Linked DNA regions of Mus musculus: region 2 is linked to region 1. A link is a contact called in public HiChIP or PLAC-seq data. All regions are on one chromosome and are shown on one strand. Each heading gives the region's core, a stretch centred on a gene start, on an enhancer-like site or on the middle of the called end of the contact. The rest is flanking DNA. Distances are from core to core; before and after follow the strand shown. Region 1 holds the start of 8030442B05Rik (RIKEN cDNA 8030442B05 gene). Region 2 overlaps Gm31990 (a long non-coding RNA gene).

Region 1 (4,747 bases), core at 407-2,906:
GATTGTTTAACTAACATAAAAACTGTAAATATTTTCTTGTTGTCATCACTTGGCATTTAAGTATCAAATTTATATATATGGAGAATGTATGGTATGAAAATGTTTATTTTCTTTTTTTATTAAAGATTTGTTTTTAACTATAGGCACATACGGCTGTGTGCAGATATGGATGCAGTGCCTGCAGAAGCCAGAAGAGGGCGTTGGATCTTCTGGAGCTGGACTTACAGAAAGGAAGCTGTAAATCCTCTGACTTGGGTACTGGGAACTAAACTCAGGTCCTAGCCAAGTGCTCTTAGCCACTGAGCCATCTTGCAAGCTCCCAAACATTTTCTTTCATTTTTTTTATTAAGCAATGTTTATTAGATATTTTCTTCATTTACATTTCAAATGCTATCCTGAAAGTCCCCTATACCCTCCCCCTACCCTGCTCCCCTACCCACCCCCTCCCGCTTCCTGGCCCCGGCATTCCCCTATACTGGGGCATAGAATCTGCTTCCAAACATTTCCAAAATTTACTACTTGAAATGCTGAATTGAGCGTTTGGATGTTATTAATCGCTAAATGAATTTGGCTTGGTATTGGGACAGACTTTCCAACAGTTTTTAAGGCAGTACTAAATACGCGGCCATCTTGAAACTACACATCTGTGAAAAGTGGCATGTGCTTACAAAGCCAAGATACCCATTCAAAATTAAAGATAATTTGGGAGCACAGGCAGGTGGATCTCTGTGAGTCTGAGGCCAGCCTGGTCTACACAGTGAATTTCAGGACAACCAACGCTATTAAAATAAAATAAAATAAAATAAAATAAAATAAAATAAAGTAAAATAAAATAAAATGGATACTCACTGACTATAAAAGTGTTGATGATGTTGGGTCCTGCAGTATTCAATATTTAGCAGAGATTTACATGCATAATAAGCAAACACATCTGTCTTGTTAGTGTCCAGTCATATTGACCATTAATAAATAGTGGAATTGCATATACAGCAAAGAACTGTTTTAAAATAAATTTACTTATGATTTATTATCAGTAAATATTAGATCAGTATATCATATATGTATATATAATGTGTGATTGATGAGATATACACATATAAACGATAAACATATATTTAATATCATACACACACACACACACACACACACACGTATACACACCAGGGCTGTGTTAGTTTTTCTCAGCAAATGGAAGGGGTCCTGAGAGAGAAAGAAGTAATGATCTAACTGATTGTCATGAGTCCATGGTGTTTCCTTGGCAATGATTTGTTTCCAAACCTAACCATCCTGAGAACCACTTAAAGTTGTTTTCTGACCTCCACCCATGAGCCATGGTACACAAGTACCTGTGCCCACATCTCTGAGTACACACACACAGACACTTTTAATGAATAAAAGAAAAAATAGTGTTGATAAGAAATAAAATTTTAAAGTATTTTAAAAGATGCTTACATTATCTTTCAACTTTTTAGTATGTTTGATAAATATAAATATTGTAGATCAGGCTTCAGGCAGAACACAGTGCCAGGAAAAAAAAAATTTTACTTACTGCCTCAGGAATGCTTGGAACCTCCCAGAATTTCAGGGGTGTGCTCTTCAGCTATGCTCTTGAGCATTTCTTAGAGGGGTCTGAAAACTTTAGTGAACACCATAGAATGCCCAGTGCCTGTGAGATCCTGAGTATGTGTACTCGATAAAAAGTCGTACAGAGCTTTCAGGAAGTCTGCAGTCTGGGGAACAAGTGGATTTCCTGCACACTCTCTAACAAAACTTCCGTTGGTGTCTGACTGGCTATTCCCTCTGTTTAAAGAACTTGCTCAGATTCAGGTGCTCTGAGCCCCGCTTCCACTTCCAGATGAGTCATGGGGAAAGAAGTCGGGGCCACTCAGGCCCAGTCACTATTTAGTCTGAAAACAGACCAAGAGTTGGAGTTGCCTAAAGCCACCGAAGAAAACAACTGTCGGGAAGAATTTGCAGACTTCTCCTTAACTGTCTCAGCTCCTTCCCTTCCTGCTTGGCTCTCTCACGAGAGGCCACAATGCTTGGAGCTGCAGCACCTGTCATTACCTGTGATGGATGAAAATGGCCAACACACTCAAGAAGATGGAGAAGAAAGAAGGGGCCATGGTTGGAATTGGGGCTGGACTCCTCTTGGAAGTTCCTGAACTCCAGAGCAGGGTGTTTATTGTAGGGCGGTAACTAACACATAAGACTTCCCGTCAGCCTCTGATGGGCATGCTATCACTTCTATTCTTTGACCCAGCAGTCGCATCCAGACATTTGTCACAAGGATATAGCTAAACATTTGCTCAGTGACTCAGCTGTGGCTGTAAGTTGCATAGGTGTTGTCCTCAATAGTAAAGATAAATTCTAAGCCAACTCAAATATCCAATAATAGAATGTAGGTTAAATTACACAGCTGGACAGAACACTGCAAGTCAGGTATTTTACATAATGGTATAGACCATACACGATGCCATGGAATGAAGCCAAGCGTACGTTGTTAGGTATACAAATCATAAAACAGGGTATACATTGTAGTCCCCTGTGCACAAAGAGAGAAAGAGATAAGAAAAAGGGTTGCATGCAGAAAATCCTGATAGCAATTATCAATGGATGATGACATTAAACAAATTTCCTACATTTTTATTTCCATTCATTTGCATATTCTGATTTTCCTGCACATGCTTCCGGGCTTGCTTTCCACGGACCATAGAGGAGTGCTGGACCTAGGTCAATGTTCAGCTAAGCCAGAGCTAATAGCATAAGCTTGTGCTTACAGCTAACTTCTTGGAGGATTAGAGAGATGAGGATAATCCACTCCTAGACAACTTGAGTCATCTCTTGTATCTTGAGAGCTATGGGCTAAGGAGACAGGCATTGAGTAAAAGGTGCATGCCTTCAAAAGCTGAAGACCTGAGAGCAATATCCAGACCCCACATGCATAGGGGGATGAAGGAAGCGATGCACACAAGTTGTCCTCTGATGTCCACACAGCAGGCATGACATTGAGTGCACGCACACACACACACACACACACACACACACACACACACACACACACACACACACTAAACAATAGCCATGCCTTTCCCAGATTTTCCAAGCACACACTCCTTTCTAGAAGTCTGGGTTGAGCAGGAAAGAAGGCTCAGCAGTTAAGAGCACTGACTGCTCTTTCAGAGAACCAAGGGTTGACTCCCACAAGGTCCAGGGGATTTGGTATCCTCTTCTGGCATGTTCTGGCATTCTGGCATTTGTGGGTACTACATACAGGTACTCCACAGACATACATGTAATCAAAACAGCTATACTCATGATGTGATAGATAGATAGATAGATAGATCCTTTTTTTTTTAAAGATTTATTTATTTATTATATGTAAGTACACTGTAGCTGTCTTCAGACACACCAGAAGAGGGAGTCAGATCTTATTACGGATGGTTGTGAGCCACCATGTGGTTGCTGGGATTTGAACTCTGGACCTTCGGAAGAGCAGTCGGGTGCTCTTACCCACTGAGCCATCTCACCAGCCCGATAGATCCTTTTAAATATTAAAATAGGAGCATGGGTTGCAGAACCCACCTCACCCACCTGTGCCCCTGCCCGCTTTATCTACCACCACTTTGGCTTAGGTGCTGCTTAGTGTCTGGGAGCAGCAAGGGAAAGGCAAAGTCAAGCAGGGACATTTGAGTTACTGACACACGGGCACGGGAAGAAACGTTGTCTAAGGGACGTTTCTTCAAGCCAAGCCCAGCTATGAGATCTATCTTACTCTTCCTCCATTCCAAGAGTGATGATTTAAGGGCTGGAGAAACATTTCAGGATTGAGAGCGCTTTCCACTCTTCCATGTAACCGGTTCTCAACACCCATGTCTTGGCAGCTCATCCTCTCCTGTAACTCTAGTTCCGGAGAACCAGGTGCCTTCTGGACTCCATAGACACCTGCACTCATGAGCACAAACACACACACACACACTCACAAATACACACACACACGCACACACAACTTAATTTTGAAAAAAGATAACACAAAGTTGGACAGGTAAAGTAAGGGAGAATGGTTGGACCTAAAAGGAGTTGGAAGATCTCAAAGAATTAATTTTAAAAAATATTTTCGTAAATGAAAATTTTCATTTATATTCATTTTCAGTGAAAATACTCTACATGAGATAATATCTGCTCTTTCAAAAGAAATACTCCATGCTTCCAACTACATGTGGTTTTGATGTTTCAAAACTCAAACACCAATCTCTCCATTCCAGGAGGTCACATGGAATAACCAAGTGACATAAGGCGACTTGCTGTTTCTCTACCTTTGCGCTTACCACCTTCCGTGTTTAAACATGAAACACGGAGCTCTGCATCCAAGGAAGGCCAAGAGGGTCTGAACAAATTAACGACTGAAACAAGGGTAGCAGCTAAATCCACGTGTGCTGCAGACTGACTGTAAGAACAGGAGCTTTCGGAAGAGACTTCCATATATGAAACACAGAACAGCAAGCCAGGCCTGGTGATGCACACCCACAGCCGTAGAATGTGGGCAATAGAGGAAGAAAGATCAGAAGTTCAAGGGTATCCTCTGCTACGTAGCAAGTTCCGGGCCAACTACAACTATTGCAGTTTCTTTCTCAAAAGCTAAAAATAAGGACCCGCCAGGTGGCTTTTAAGGGGGTGCGATCATTTGCCGCACAAACCTGATGACCCGAGTTCAATCCTCATATCCCACAAAAAGCTGGATTTGGTG
Region 2 (4,632 bases), core at 1,730-4,229, 44 kb after region 1:
AATGTTATCCCCTTTCCTAGTTTCACCTCCAAAAATCCCCTATCCTCTCCCCCTCCCCTCTGCTCCCCAATCCACCCACTCCTGCTTCCTGGCTCTGCCATTCCCCTATACTGGGGCATAGAATCTTCACAAGACCAAGGGACTCACCTCCCATTGATGACCAACTAGACCATCCTCTGCTACATATGCAGCTAGAGCCATGAGTCCTACCATATGTTTTCTTTGATTGGTGGTTTAGTCCCAGACAGCCCTGGGGTTACTGGTTAGTTCATATTGTTGTTCCTCCTAGGGGGCTGCAAACCCCTTCAGCTCCTTGGGTACTTTCTCTAGCTTCTTCATTGTGGACACTGTGCTCTGTCTAATGAATGACTGTGAGCATCCACTTCTGCATTTCCCAGGCATTGGCAAAGCCTCTCAGGAGACAGCTATATCAGTCTCCTGTCAGCAAGCTCTTGTTGGCATCTGCAATAGTGTCTGGGTTTGATGGTTGTTTATGGGATAAATCCCCAAGTGGGGCAGTCTCTGGATGGTCATTCCTTCAGTCTCTGCTCTGAACTTTGTCTCTGTAACTCCTTCCATGGGTATTTTGTTCTCTCTTCTAAAAAAGATCGAAGTGTTCATACTTTGGTCTTCCTTCTTTTTGAGTTTCATGTGTTTTGCAAATTGTATCTTGGGTATTCTGAGCTTCTGGGCTAATATCCACTTATCAGTGAGTGAATATCATGTGTGTTCTTTTGTGATTGGGTTACCTCACTCAGGATGATATCCTCCAGATCCATCCATTTGTCTAAGAATTTCATAAATTCATTGTTTTTAATAGCTGAATAGTACTCCATTGTATAAATGTACCACATTTTCTGTATCCATTCCTCTATTGAGGGACATCTGGGTTCTTTCCAGCTTCTTGCTATTATAAATAATGCTACTATGAACATATGGGAGCATATGTCCTTATTACAGGTTAGAGCATTTTCTGGGTATATGCCCAGGAGTGGTATTGCTGGATCTTCCAGTAGAACTTCATCCAATTTTCTGAGGAACCGCCAGACTGATTTCCAGAGTGGTTGTACCAACTTGCAATCCCACCAGCAATGGAGGAGTGTTCCACATAGCAGAATTACTATTGGGGTCGATTTCCTCTCAGACTTTTTTTTTACATGCACACAATTACATATATACATTTTTCATTTTAAAAACAAAATAAAATCATACTCAGTAACATTTTTTTTTTGCAGTGCTCATAAAGAACTTTGGCCTGAGTGGGGGGCAGAGACAAGTGGATTAGTTAAGATCACTGGCCAGCCAGGCTGGCTGAAATGACAAGCTCTAAGTTGACTGAAAGACCCTGCCTCAAAAAAAATTGATAACAATGTAGAAAAGTGACTGAGAAAGACATCTTAATATCAACCTCTATTTTCCACATGCACAGACACACCAACAGATTTTCTATGACAGACACACACATTCGATCTCTCCCTCTCCCTCTCTCTCTCTCTCTCTCTCTCTCTCTCTGATCATCTCAGAGCCGTCAGTCATAGGTTTCCATGTTTCCATAGTAAAAGACTTTGCTCTTTTCCCTTCACCCTTCCATCGTTTCAATTCTCAGCTGTGTCTGCCTACAGCTCTTTCAAGACCCGCTCTTGGGCCTCTGGAACCATTTTTCTGAAAGCACCAAGATTTGGGAGAGCCTGACAGATTAGGAAACTCGGCTCCTGGTCTCTAGTTAACATAGCTTATACTCCAGATCCCCCAAAGGAACCAGGTAGATGCCAAGACTTTATCTGAACAACACACCCTGGCTCACTTCTTCTGCCTTCATGTTCCGCATCCCTAAGCCTTTACTAGGTTGTCCTAGGAACTCTTCTATAATAACCATGCACATAGAAATTCTCATAGCAGGTGTGTCTGGAGAGATGACCCAAGATGCTCAATATTCCATGGTACAGAATGTTCAGAACACGCCGTGATTTACCATCCTGTGAATGCTTTGTTCCCTTGTTTCTGACTTGTCCTATCCTGGAGCATGCTGGGCGTACCTCTGCACATGGTCATATTTTTTAAAAAGTCCTTAATTGCATCCCATCTTGACCATTCTAAGAGTTGTATTGCCAAAAGTCATGTCTGGCTTTCTGCTGTCATAGTTTCAAAATAAGAATGTAAACACGGCTGCAAGGAACCCACTACCTTTATTAGCTATGGTGAAGATAAATGACTCAGTGTGCTTTGTTTCTTTTTCCTGGAGTGAAGATCAAAAAAGTCCAACCCACACAGCTTCCTGAACCACCCTGATCTCAGATTCCTAGGTAATCAATGGTTATCATACACTCCAGACTCAACAGACCAGATCCTGCTGGGGTGGGTTGGCACACATGTGCCAGTGCATATGCGCATGTGTGGAATCCAGAGGACCACTCCGGATGTCTTTCATAGGGATGCCATTCATTGTGTGCCTTTTTGTTGAATCTGTGACAGGACTTCTCAATGGCATAGGGTTCACCAACTAAGCTAGGCTAGTTAGCTAGTGAGCCCCAGAGATTGGCTGTCTCTTCCCCAATGGTTGGGATTCTGAACACACAGTGAACCAGGGCATCAGGCTTTCAGGTCAAGCACTCGCCAATGTAGCCACCTCCAAGACCCTGAAAAGGTACAGTGTTTACTTTTGAAATGAGGAATGGAGATATGTAGCAATCAACTGAAAAACTTTTGAAAAGTTTCTCTTTGTTTCTGTCTTGCCTCCAGGCTTCCTGCCCCCAGGTCTCTTTGAGCTGAATCTAATGCAGTTAATGGGCCTTGTACTTCCCTTCTTATGGGTAGATGCACGTGACAAGCCTTCTCTGACTACAGATTTCCACTTGCCGAATAGTTTCTAAATGAAGCTTCAGGGTTGCAACATCTTTGCCTGCATTGAATGTCTGGGGGAGAGGTTCCACCTCATTGAGGCAGGCAATGAATGCAGACGGCCCACTTATAACACAGAGCATCTCATGAGAAAAGAGGTGTGGCCATTGCTCTCCCTGACTCACATGACAGCTTATCTGGGAGACAGACTCTGAGGAAGCATTACAAACCTGACGGTGATGCCACAACCCTGGGCCCAGCTGAGGACAGATAGAGACAGAATTTCCTCTGTGTACTTTGCACAGCTTTTCTCTTCTCCAATAATGGTTGGCAAAGACTAAAACCGGTTGACTGACCGACGTGTCTCAGGGTTTCATAGGAGTTCATCCCTTCCTATAATGGAAAGAAAAGGTTCAATTAGTTCCTAGGACTTCATATCCTCTAGTTTAATAGAAACTGGGTCAAGACATCCAGGAAAAGAATAATTTTAAATTATCTCCAGAGAAATATTACAGGGACGTGTGTGTGTGTGTGTGTGTGTGTGTGTGTGTGTGTGTGTGTGTGTGTGCGCATGTGTGTTCATGCGTGTGTACTCAGAGGCCAGAGAACACCCAGGGTATCGTCTATACAGGAAGGCCTCCACTTCCTTTGACCTGAAGCTCATCAGCTGGGCTAGACTGAGTGACAGTGACCGCCAGGATCCTCTCTGCCTCTCTGGTCCTGAATCCGAAGCATCCATGGCCAGCGTTTTCACATCTGTTCTGGAGATCATACCCGGGCCTTTGTGCTTCCTGGAGACTCACTTTACAGACTGAGGATCCCTCTCCAGCTCCAGCCTCAACATCAGAGTCTCGGTACTGAGAATGGGAGCCAAACTGAGCTCATACATAGACCCTGAACTCTCAAATTCAGAAGAGAACTCAAGATTGAGTCACGATGGCAGGCAGTAAAGGACCAGATTTTTTTCTAAGCTTATGTGGCCCACTCCAAAACAGCTCATTACTAGCAAGTCAGAGGCTGCAGCTTGCTTCCCTGACTTCTGGCCCGGGGCTCTTTCCATTAAAACACCAAAGCCAATGTTATTAGAAACTCAGAGCATACAGGAGACAATAAACTAAATGTCAAGGCCGCCCTGAGATCCTTGCCAACAGCTTCCTTAGTTATGATGCTGCTGCTGATTGACAACTATGGTCAGATTGTTAAACCTGGACACCCTTAAGAAGAACAAGCAGGGACACAGTCGCATCACGTTAGCATCGCAGCAACCCAAACCATCACTCTGGGAGCATCATTAGCACGGCTGATGTAAAGAACACAGAGTTCTCTACTCCCAAGTATGCCTGTACTGGCTCAGGGCAAAGCGCCCCATCAATCACCATTGTAACAGCCCTGGCAGGACATAGGACAGTTTGAACAGTTCTCCTCCATTCAGGTATCAGATTGTTGAAACAATGGATTCTAAGAATGGTACATTGTTACATTTCTCCACAGCCTCATGCTGCAATAAGGAATAGCCTGGGCCCTGGTACTAGCCATAGAGGGAGATTGTCACCCAGAAAGAGGTGTCATAGTCCTGACAACTTGCCAGAACACCTTGCAGGAGAAACCAGGAAGCACAATCCTGATCGGTCCATATGGGCAGAACCCCGCCTGGCCAGGACTGCATGTTCTTGCCCTCTGTTGAGACCTAAACATCAGGTCAGGACCTCAGGCTCATTTTTTTGTTCTTCTTTTTGGTTTAGTCACACTGAATAAGTCCATTTTCTCTGCTTTTTGATAGCATTTATCTCTTTA

The links. HiChIP or PLAC-seq counts read pairs in DNA pulled down with a chosen protein or histone mark.
Region 2: an H3K27ac HiChIP or PLAC-seq map of microglia shows a contact between it and region 1, with 3 times the contacts expected there. The contact joins the enhancer-like site here to the promoter of 8030442B05Rik in region 1. A contact is called at or near these places in 1 of 15 datasets of contacts at CTCF or cohesin (CD8 T cells), 9 of 484 Hi-C or Micro-C datasets (CD4 T cells, LSK cells, bone marrow-derived macrophages and 4 more) and 6 of 115 datasets of contacts at active chromatin or transcription factors (the HPC-7 cell line, embryonic stem cells, extraembryonic endoderm stem cells and 3 more).

The regions. Positions count from the first base shown.
Region 1 is chr2:11,396,844-11,401,590 of GRCm38.p6, forward strand. 8030442B05Rik (RIKEN cDNA 8030442B05 gene) reads right to left here and starts at 1,657. Exons shown (of 3, transcript NR_040615.1): 1 at 1,550-1,657.
Region 2 is chr2:11,439,147-11,443,778 of GRCm38.p6, forward strand. It overlaps Gm31990 (a long non-coding RNA gene), which reads right to left. Exons shown (of 3, transcript XR_865971.1): 2 at 3,069-3,231. Among named protein-coding and RNA genes, the nearest start is that of Gm31990, 6.0 kb to the right of the region's middle. Within about 2 kb of position 2,980, at least 64 of the 459 cell types and tissues checked have an H3K27ac peak or open chromatin away from gene starts, as enhancers often do. A contact at or near this core is called in the HPC-7 cell line, LSK cells, bone marrow-derived macrophages and 2 more, where this site is marked.